3 separate regions of the Mus musculus genome follow, and all the other regions are linked to region 1. Evidence: chromatin contacts called from public Hi-C data. All regions are on one chromosome and are shown on one strand. The core of a region is the stretch at or near the end of the contact, and the rest is flanking DNA. Distances in the headings are between cores, read along the strand shown. Region 1 holds the start of Idh1 (isocitrate dehydrogenase 1 (NADP+), soluble). Region 2 has its middle 19 kb from the start of Fzd5. Region 3 overlaps Plekhm3 (pleckstrin homology domain containing, family M, member 3).

The links. Hi-C and Micro-C count contacts between places; a contact is called where the count stands out from the background.
Region 2: a Hi-C map of liver shows a contact between it and region 1, with 3 times the contacts expected there. The contact joins the enhancer-like site here to the promoter of Idh1 in region 1. A contact is called at or near these places in 4 of 39 promoter capture datasets (embryonic stem cells, liver and stem cell-derived epiblast-like cells), 1 of 15 datasets of contacts at CTCF or cohesin (the NIH/3T3 cell line), 4 of 484 Hi-C or Micro-C datasets (CD4 T cells, LSK cells, liver and 1 more), 7 of 115 datasets of contacts at active chromatin or transcription factors (bone marrow-derived macrophages, embryonic stem cells, extraembryonic endoderm stem cells and 2 more) and 2 of 9 other capture datasets (adipose tissue and liver).
Region 3: a Hi-C map of LSK cells shows a contact between it and region 1, with 3 times the contacts expected there. The contact joins the enhancer-like site here to the promoter of Idh1 in region 1. A contact is called at or near these places in 1 of 484 Hi-C or Micro-C datasets (LSK cells), 1 of 115 datasets of contacts at active chromatin or transcription factors (bone marrow-derived macrophages) and 1 of 9 other capture datasets (adipose tissue).

The regions. Positions count from the first base shown.
Region 1 is chr1:65,177,239-65,180,698 of GRCm38.p6, reverse strand. Idh1 (isocitrate dehydrogenase 1 (NADP+), soluble) reads left to right here and starts at 1,557. Exons shown (of 9, transcript NM_010497.3): 1 at 1,557-1,709.
Region 2 is chr1:64,754,904-64,758,363 of GRCm38.p6, reverse strand. No RefSeq gene overlaps it. Among named protein-coding and RNA genes, the nearest start is that of Fzd5, 19 kb to the right of the region's middle. Within about 2 kb of position 1,648, at least 74 of the 459 cell types and tissues checked have an H3K27ac peak or open chromatin away from gene starts, as enhancers often do. A contact at or near this core is called in LSK cells, hepatocytes, liver and 1 more, where this site is marked.
Region 3 is chr1:64,874,964-64,878,423 of GRCm38.p6, reverse strand. The region is part of intron 5 of Plekhm3 (pleckstrin homology domain containing, family M, member 3); the gene reads left to right. Among named protein-coding and RNA genes, the nearest start is that of Gm51628, 10 kb to the left of the region's middle. Within about 2 kb of position 1,938, at least 96 of the 459 cell types and tissues checked have an H3K27ac peak or open chromatin away from gene starts, as enhancers often do. A contact at or near this core is called in LSK cells, adipose tissue and bone marrow-derived macrophages, where this site is marked.

The sequences.
Region 1 (3,460 bases), core at 308-2,807:
ATGTAGACAAGGCTAGCCTGGATCTTGTGGCAATCCTCCTGCTTCTGCCTCCCAAGTGTAGGGAATACAAACATGCACCACTACACCTGGCTTATTTTGTAATAATTTAATTCAATACCAAGCATCTACAAATATTCTCTTTCAGTGATCTATCAGCTCGTGCACTTGACATATCAGCCCTTGAAAACGGGATTCCAGATGGAGACATGCACATAAGTGCCATATGTCCTATCTCAGTGTCTCAGATAGTCAATCCATGCTTAGCACATATTTAGAACTTGGTTGAAGATGCTTATATTTAAATTCACCATGGCTCTGTATTCCTATGCATTCTTCTTACTTTTGCCATCACCTATAGTCAATACTTCTTATTGTGTTTTATTCTTCGTTTCTTGAATTTATTCTAAAATGCTTTCTGGAACAAGAATGGCTATGAATACTTACTTTTAGTAATATAAACAATATGTGCCTGATGGTAGTAAGTAACGTTTTTTAAAGTGATTTAAAGTGAGATTAGAGGTGAAAGTATAAACTCACACACTCTCTAATCATTTTATAGGAATAAACGGAGGTCACAGCTAATACCCAGTTAATCAACATTAACAGCTGACACCACGTATGAGTCCTTTTCCACATAGCGCCCTCTAGCGTCCAAAATGAATCTTACTAACTGCCGTGAATTCATAACTTTTCAACACAATGCTGGTTGTTTTAAAAGTCCATGAAGCGTTGAATCTTGACCAATCAAGGATGACCTATTGTCCTACAAGTCATAATGTTCTCCTTTTCAAGACTAAGGAATACAGACAGAAAAATCTCTGGAAAGATTGGAATACGTTTAACCCATTCTTAGAATTCTAAGATTTATATCGTGTATCTCTAGTGCAGCTTCATCGCAACCCAGAAAATAAACCTCACTGTCTTCCATGACAAATGGTGAGTGAAGCTTATTTATAAACAGCAACAGTTGGGAATACGGATCATTGGTAGTGGAGGGAATTATTGGGGTGGAATGGTGAAGCTCTGTAAAAGCCTCAGCATGAGAATATGAATGGTTTTACTCATATATGTATTTGTGTGTAGGGTATTGTTTGTTCTTGATTTTGAAATGGAAAATGCGCTCTGTTTTAGCTTTTGCATTAAGGTAGAATCTGTAGTCCTCACACGCCTTTAAGAAACCTCAAATGCACATTCTTCAAAGGGCACAGTCCAGCTCTAAGAGGCATCCGGAGACTCCAGGAAGGGATCCAGTCTAGGGAGGGCTCCCTCTTTTGTACCTTTTGCAGAGAACCTGGATACTCAACGCTGGGATTCCTAGATTGTTGCGGAGCCCAGAACACTCGGTCTCGGCGCTTCCGATAGCCTGTCAGTAGGTGGCGTCCTCGCTCCTCAACTGCAGGGTGTTCCCGAGGAATCTCCGCGGCGTGGCAGTCCCATCCCCCACCGGGAACAGCGGACCGCTGCATCCCAGACTTAATCTCAATCTATGCCTCGGCCCACCCCACAAAGTCGGAGGCGGCGAATGGCGTCGTGGAGGGGGCGGGGCTTCGGGAGGTGGGCTGAGGGGGTGGGGCCTGGGAGGAGACAAAGCCGGGAAGAGTTAAACAGCCTTGACCCTGCCGCTGGGCTTCCGAGCGAAGGTTGTGGCAGATGCTGATCTAACTGGGGCCGGCTTATTACAGCTTGTGTGTACGCGCGGGTGTGAGCCGGTGAGTAGCTGGGGCGCCTCCGGCTGCAAGCGGGCGCTCCTTCCCCTCCCTACAGGTGCCCCAAGGCTTAGAGCGGCAGCCGCCGCCCCTTACTATTAAACTATTCCGTTGAAAGCTGGAGTGAGAAAAAAGGAAGAAACCCCAGGTCTTGGCTGTGCAGAGATGAACTCAGTGGCAAGGCCCTGGTGCACTCAGGGACGCTTCCAGAGTTTGGGCGTAGAGAAGGGAAATGGGAGTAGCAGAGTGCTGCTTGCCTATCTGTATAGAAGGGCGCTTCCGAGGTTGGGATCGCTTTGGGAGGCGAGGACGTTGCAAGCAGTGACAAGTGGCAAGGCACCCGCGGAGGAGAATTTAGCTTTGAGGTGGACGCACAGAACTCTTGAGTGTTGGGTGTAAAAGGACTAGGCAGGAAAGCTGGTTGCAGAAAGGGTGTAAGCCAGGAATTTAGGCGTGTACTCCCTTCAAGGTTCAGGGGTGGGACCTGCCTTGTGGTCGGAGAAGAGCTAATGAGAGTGCAAGAGAGGGAGGGGATGAAGGTAGGCGGAGCCTCCAGCTTCAGTCTGTAGTGTTTGCTTAGCCACTTGGGGGCGCCCTGGGGTCTCGATTCCAGATGCAGCCATCTCAGTGGACCTCGTATTTAAAAGGTCCTGGCAGTGCTGAGAGGAGGGGCTGGTGTGGGGATCTGGAAGGAGGAACCGAGTCAGCTTCATTAGCAGAGCTTGCACAACGCCCACATGGATATCTCCTGTCTCAGTGTCACCCGAGGTCGAGCAAACCCGAGACCTGCAAAAAGCCAAAGAGCCGGGCGCTCACTCTAGGACTCACCGTCCTGTGGTGTGAGCGTGTGTGCGCACCAATATTTGTACTCCTGTGACCTTTATTTGGAAGGCTCCTGCCCTTTGCCCCTCTGGATACACTCAAGCACTGTACTTTAAACCAGATAAACTGGGCTGTAAGGCTGATATTAAATACAAATCCTCCTGGCAGGGGTATTTGTATGTTAAGACTTTCTGTTCCGGATCTTGCTTTGTTTTAGGAGATAAATTGAAAGGACACTTGTTTAAGTCATCAAAATTGAGAGGCCTTGTTATAATTGCAAGTCCGTTCACCATCAAGATAAGAATTAGCAATTTTGCCCTCTAATCTGATATCTTTAATGTGACCACATTGTATAGTTAGTTGGGCGTTAGTGCAAGTGTAGGCACTGGGAAAAGAGAGAAGCAGGAATTTTTCGACAATATACTGCAACTACTTCCTTAGAGTCCCCACATGTTTTGCAACTTGAACTTGGCTGGAAAACAAAAAGATCGGCTCAAGATAGAAACTTGAGATTTATGGAAGTAAAATTAAGTATGGCAAAGGGTTCCTATTGCTTAACTAGTCTATTATGTTTGTTTTCTGGAATTGCACAGGCTGTCAGATTGGAAACTGGCTGCCTTCAGACTATGTAAATAAGCTGGTAGCTATTAGGCTTGGATCAAACTTTCCTTTAAAAGTTGGGGTTGGGTGGGATCAGAAAATGTGAGACCCAAGAAGTCAGGGAATCTAGGGGTACCTAAAGCCCATACATGCCATGGAAATCAAATCCAGAAGTGTGATAGTAGTTACAATACAGCTTCACTTCTTTAATTAACAAGTGCTAAAAAAAAAAAAAAAAAACTAAATAGATAAAGGGAAGGAAATCTGACGTTTATCATTCATTGGTGAATTCTGAGATATAAAAAGATTACATCAGAGTATATACACACCAA
Region 2 (3,460 bases), core at 399-2,898, 420 kb after region 1:
GTTCTGTAATTCTATGATAATAGACAAGGAAGTTAAAAGTCTATAGAATAAATTGAGCATGGGAGTGGATTTAAGCTCATTCCCATATAGAGACTATTTGGCCTATTCTCCAAGTTCTCACAACGGACATTTGCAAAGTGTTTTTGTTTCAAGTTACTCATATCATTGTCTTTGTCATTGTCGTCGTCATCATCATCATAGTAGGCAACGACAGCAGCTCTGAAGATATGAAACCATCATTATTGCTGAACAGCAAATAGCCTCAAAACTCAAGTGTTTAAAACCACCATCCCCTCCTCCTCCGTTCCTGCATCTGCAAGTGACGAAGTCTGGCCAGGCAGACCTATTGCTCTTGGCTCGTTCTGCTCATGCCTCTCTGGGTCAGCTTTGCTCTAGGCTGGGTGGGGCTTCTGCAGTTTCCTTGGGGAAGCTTTGCCTTCACACATCTCTCATCCCTTCCTGGAACCTTGGTTTCTTCTGGACATGACACATTCATCTCATGGAAAGAACAGAGATAGATACACGGAAGAAAGCCAATCATAGCATGTTTTCTAGCCTGTACTTGTAGCATGTCTGTTAAAATCCTACTGGCCAAAGCAGGTGTTGCCATGAGAGCTAATGGGTGAGGAGTATTCTCGACTCTTGTTGAAAGTGTGACACCTTCTATGGGCTTACTGACATAAAGAGGAATGAAAAATGCAGGTACTGGTGCACTCTGCTGCAGCCTCCAGGCAGCAAGCCTTCTTGGTATCAGCTACTTTTTGTGCCCATCCCTTGAGATACAGGCCTTTCAAAGCCTGGTGTTCTCTCTGTTTAGGGTTCTAAGCATGCAGGACAAACCAGACCAGGCAGAGAAGTGGCTACCCTCGCCAGTGACTTCAGCACAAAGGCTACACTTTGGCCTGCCTCCTAGGGTAAACAGAGAAGGCTGGCAAGCCAGCACTGGCTCACGCCTCCTGGCTCTGGCTCCCTCCCCAGCTACCCCCACCCTAACAGCTTCTTAGAGTGTTAGCCACTGCTCTAGTGAGAGAAGAGTAATTGAGGGTGTAATTAAAAAAAAAAGAAGAAGAAGAAGGAGGAGGAGGAGAAGGAGAAGGAGAAGGAGAAGGAGAAGGAGAAGGAGAAGGAGAAGGAGAAGGAGAAGGAGAAGGAGAAGGAGAAGGAGAAGGAGAAGGAGAAGGAGAAGGAGAAGAAGAAGAAGACATTAGAGAGCAATAGACCAGATACCCCAGCTCAGGGCAGCTCTAAACCAAAAGACTAAGGCAGAACCAACAAAGCAGGGCAAGGGGGCCTGGCTAACAGAAGAATGGGTAAATTTGGCCTGTGAGAGAGCAAAACCAGAAGAAAAACGAAAATAGCTTAAGGGAGGCCGAAGTCGCAGCACGTAAGAGTCCCTGGGCTCAATCTTCAGCACTGCCGAATGAGAAAATAAATAAAAGGCATACATACAAAAATCTCACAGGAAACACAGGAAAGCCACAGCCTGACATTTTCGGAAGTGCTCAAGACAGAAGACTTTGGCAAATGACATTAAGTTTTCAATGAAAACTTTGCAGGGAGATTTCTTTCACACACCCTACCACTTCTGCTGCCAGAACAAACATGCTGGAAGGCTGATCGCACACGACACGGAATCCAAACACACCAAACAAACTCAGGAAACCAGAGAGAAGAGAAGCGTCTCTAATGCACCTCTGTGACTCTCAGCTTTCTACCTGAGCTGGCTTGCGAGCTGAGGGAAGAAGGCTGCTTTTATGGTGATACAAACAGTAATGTGTCCTTCTTGAAATGCTGCAAATTGTTAGATAATGACAACTGGCCACCAAAGCAAACTAATGAAGGCCACAAGCCCACATTAGTGTGAAAGGAAGACAGGAGAGCCCTAGCTGCCCAGTGATGACTAACCCCACTGGAAAGAGGGGGTGTTGAGGAGCTCCTCTCGCCCAGTTCTTCTTGCTGTCTTCTTGGTCCCATTTCCTTTCAGTAAAATAATGGGATAAGACCCTAAGTCCATTCCAGTATCCAGAGGTAATCCTGTGTTTTTTTTTTTTTTTTCTGGACACAGTATCCCAGCCCATTGCCCTGGACTCTGAAGGAATGAAATCCACGTGGCATTATCTTTGTCCAACTATGTAACAGCAGAGGCAAGTTGGCACCGGCACATAAAACCACAATGGAGTTAGAGCAGGCCGGATCCTTGCAAGTTAAGCACTGCCAGCTACTCACGACTTGCCCTCCAGCAGGTTACTTAATCTCTTCATACAGGGGTTTCCTCATCTGTCACGTGGGGAAAATGGGAGAGGCTGTTATTACTGGGGGTTGTGGGGATGAGGGAGATAATGCACTGAGGATTTAGTGGGGGGCTTGGTGCATAAAAGGGTCTCAGAGCTCTGCTGCAGTCTGCAAACGTCACTTCGGCAGCACACGGCAGGTTTGGGTGTTTTTTTTTGTATTTTGTTTTTTGTTTTTTCTTTAAGAGGTGAGAAGAAGAAAAGCTGTTTATAAAGGAAGGATCGTGCTTAAAACAACCACCTTTTCCATCCTGTTGACTTGCTGATAGGAAGTAAGATTTCTGCCTGTAAGAGGAGAAATAGCACCCTGGGTTGGGGTTTAAGTATAGCTTGGGTTTCTCCTTAGTCATTTTGTTTTGGTTGACTTCTGTTTGTACATTTGGCTGGGTTCATCCTACATAGCCTTACCTTGAGCCAGCATATAACAATGGCTCTCAGTTTTAGACGCACGTTAGAATTGGGGGATTTAACACAGAGATGGTGTCACAGCCCTGTAATCCTAGTACTCCAGAGGCTGAGGCAGAAGAATTGCAAATTCAAATTTGAGGCCAGCCTGGGCTACATAGTGAATTCCAAGTTAACTTATTTAAAGGTGAATTCCTGCCTCAATGAAACAAAACAGAATTGAGGGGACTTAAAAAAAAAAGTCCTGATGCCCACGTGCTAATGTTATTAGAACTGGGTGTGTGTGTGCACGTGTGTGCGTGTGTGTGTGTGTGTGTGTGTGTGTGTGTGTGTGTGTGTGTGTGTGCATACATACACAGCACCCAAGTAACTGAGGCAAACCTGATTTCTGCTTCCATGGTTGCTAGTAAAGTCCTGATTGTTGAGTTGGATAGTGGTTACACAGCTACCTTCCGTCTGTAAAACTTCATCGAGATGCATACTTAGGATTTATGCACGTTTCTACATGTATAATATACTTCCATAAAAAAAAAAAAAAAAAAAAAAAAAAAAAAAAACAGACACAAATCCTTTGGTTGAAGTTGCACCGAAGACCAATTAAATCTAAATCTTTCGGGGTGGGAACCTGGCTGGCAACACTGTTTTGTGAAACTGCTCAGGTATTTGCACTTGCAGCTGAGCTGGCGGAGCTGCAACTCCTCTTCCTCAGCCCAGAGGCCCCAGCTTAGGTCTCAGAGCTAGCCTCTGGCCTCACAGGGATAGCC
Region 3 (3,460 bases), core at 689-3,188, 300 kb after region 1:
AAGAGAATCCTTGGAAGCTCACAGGCCAGCCAGCCTGGCATATGGCAGAAGAGAATAACAGACAGGAGGCCTCCTCATCCCCCTTCCCCAAAGAGAAAGGGGGAAGAACTTTTTACCCTAGGTTGATACTTCAGGTTTCCTGTGGCCTTTAAAGACACATGCTCCATGATACACATGTCATCCTTACTGTCTGTACTTGGAACTTCACCTGGAAACTTTGCTTTAAGATTCACTAGGAGATGGTTACAGGCTTCCTTTACTTTTTGTTCCTGTCACCCGTTGGGTCTGGCTTCTCATCACCTGTTTTTCTAGTTTGCTAACTGGGACTCCTGTCTGCCCTGGGTCCCCTGACTAGTCCAGATTACAGCCATTCAGCCATAGAGTAGACTGACTAGACTGCAGCATATCATAGCACGCCTGGTTGGCCATCTGATACCTGTGACCTGGCCATAACCTACATGTATAGCTTCATCTTTCACTTGGCACTTGGTGGGTCGTAGACACCCCAGTCAAAATCAAATGTTCATTTCCTTGATAAACCATCCACCGCTCCCACCTACAGGCCACTCTAACTCTAGGTGACCTCAGACGCTTCCTCTTCTTGTCTTCGTTCAGTGATATCTTCCAACAGTGATCATCTGGACCACTCAGTTGATGCTTAGGTGCCTGGGTGACTTACATCTCTTCAGGCTCCTTTCCTATCTTGCTGACTCCTGGAAGGCTCTGAGAGGACAAGATTCTTCTGCTCTGTCTTGGAGACTAAGATAGAAGTGTGCATCAGTTGGTTGTACAACAAGAGCTTATGAATCATTAAAGTTATGTCATCTCATGTTTTTCAGAATTATTTACAATTATTGGGATTTTTATCCATAAGAGGGACTTTCCCAGAAATCTATATTTTTCTTTCTAGCAGTCTTTGAGGCACACAGGTCAAAGGAGGAAAGGACAGAGCCAGAGAGGCTCTCTGACTTGCCAACAGTGAAAGGCTGGTGAGCAGCAGAGTCCAACTGGAGCCATGTTTTCTCATCGTAGATCACTGCTTCTTGCCTAATGAATGATAGTGATGTCTGGAGGTCTCCATACTCTCTTACCATGTGTTTTAGACAAGGCCTTTCTATGTGGCTGGCTCACTGTGTAGACTAGACTGACCTTGAACTGGTAGTCACCCACCTGCCACTGCCTCCCAGATGTTTACAGTCACTCCAGGCTCATGCTCCTGAGAGGACTCTCTTTCATGCCTCCTGAAGACTTGATTGAGGTCCTTTAGAAGAGTGTGAAGAAAGATGAAGAGGTAGATGGGAGGTAAGATGGCTGGCTGGTCCAGGCCTGGGATCGGCAACAGGCAGTCGTTCCTGGGGGGCCAGGCAGGACAACTGGCTTAGTGCCAGCAAATGCTTTTTCTATAGGTCACAGTTTGCCAGACCTTTCTATTTTCCAGACCTAGATACTTAAAATAGAAGTATAGCAGTATCCACAGGGTTGCTTCAAGTGTACCTCTAGCCAAAACAGATACTAAAAACTAATTATTATTTCTCACTACCATTTCATATAAGAATATAGTAATACTAAAAAAACACAAAGGCAAACAGCCTCAGAAGTCAAACACATTTTAAAAAGAAAATCAATTTTAAAAGCTTTCTAGTGTATCTGTCGCCCTCACCCCACCCCATTTTACCTTAGACCACCAAACACATCACCAACTGTTGGACAAGCTTTTCTTAAATCCTATGTTTCTCTTGTGAGCGCTCGAATCTTTGGGTTCTGGGAATTTTGCATGGCTGCTTGAGTATTTCCCATAATCCCGTGTGAGTTGGGTCTTGATATGTCTAGTAAATCTGAATGGCCACTGTGAAGTAAACCTGAACTGTTCTTTCCCGTGCTGCTTGGGGGCAATCTACACTCTCAAGCCTGTGTTCCTGGTGACTCAGCAGTGCTGGGTCATGTGTCAGGAAAGGAAGTTAGGCCTATTGTTTTAAGTTCCCTCTCTGACTGGTTGTTCTGCAGCAGCACACTGACTTGACTTTCGCCTTCTTCCTAATTCTCCTTTTCCTGTTTCACATTTTATTTGAATGGTGAGTATATCCAGGGTGAGTTCCCACTGAAATGTTAGTTTTGCTAAGCAATGGGCTCTTTCTGTCATGAAGATTGCCATTTTTATTAACATTATCCCGTCAAACTCGTATCTTGGCCCCTTACTGTTTTACCCAGAGCTACTCTGCTTTTCTAGTGAGGTCACTGAAGTGTGAAGCTAAGTGCAGCTGGTGAAGGGGTCTTTTCACTTTTAATATCATCTCAAGTTTACCTACGTCCAAACCAAGCTCATAAAATCTCTGTCCCACCTCCTATTGCAGACTACCCGCTTCCTATATCACTTAAGAACACCTCTGTTCCAAGCCATACACCTTCCTCTTGGCAGACTGACAGCTTCAACCTCAAACCATGTCTCCTCTTTCCACTGTCAGTGCTACCACCAAGGTCCAAGGCTCGGTAGTGTTCTTCTGGACTATTGCAGTCACTGGTCCCCTGCGGCAGTCTGTTCTTAGGATTCTGGCTGCAGCTAATGTGCAGATTAGATGATGTCACTTCTGGCCCAACTGATGTAATAACTTTACCTTTCACTCCGAGTCGAAGCCAAAGCTGTGCACAGTCTTATCCCCATTAGTCTCTGTCTCACCTCCCACCACTTCCTGCCTCTGTTCCAGTCACACTGGCCTTTCTGCTGGTCCTTGATCATACTAAGAGGGCTCCTGCCTGAGTTTCTATACCACCTGCTTGTTCTTCTAGGTCTTTATGCAGCCATCTCTTTATAGAACCATGCCCGACTGTATTTTAAATTACAACCAGTATGCAACTTAATATCCCTGCCTCCTCCTCCACCCTTCCCTCCTGTCTTCTTTCATTGCCTATTCATAGATGGCATGGTATGGTGTTTTGTCTGTCTCCCTGTCTTAAAGTACAAAGTTGTCCTTTGTTCCATGTATACTTCTGCTCTTTCCCTCTTACACTGGATCATAGTTTTTTATCTGTATTGCTCACTGCTGTATCCCCAGGGCCTGGAACAGCGCCTGATACAGAGTGGAGACTAATAAATACTTGTTGGATAAGTTCATTAAGCAGATAAACTATTGTTACTAAGATTTTGGCAACTTCATTTGGTCAAACTGGGTTTTGCTTAATACAATATATATGATTCATTGTAGAAAAATAAAATAAAACAGCACCTACTATTCTGAGCTTGTTTTCTAGATTTTTCTCTCTGTAAATGCTTCTTTCTCATTAAAATGGTTGCGGGTGTGTTGTTTGTCATGTAATTATGTCACTTAGTTGTACACCTTGTGGAGACAGGGTCTCAGTCTGAACTCAGATTGGCACTAAAGTCATGACAGTCTTCCTGTTTTGGCCACTCAGACCTGGGAGAAGAGGTCTGAGGTACTGTGCCTACGTGATGTCAGTAAATGTT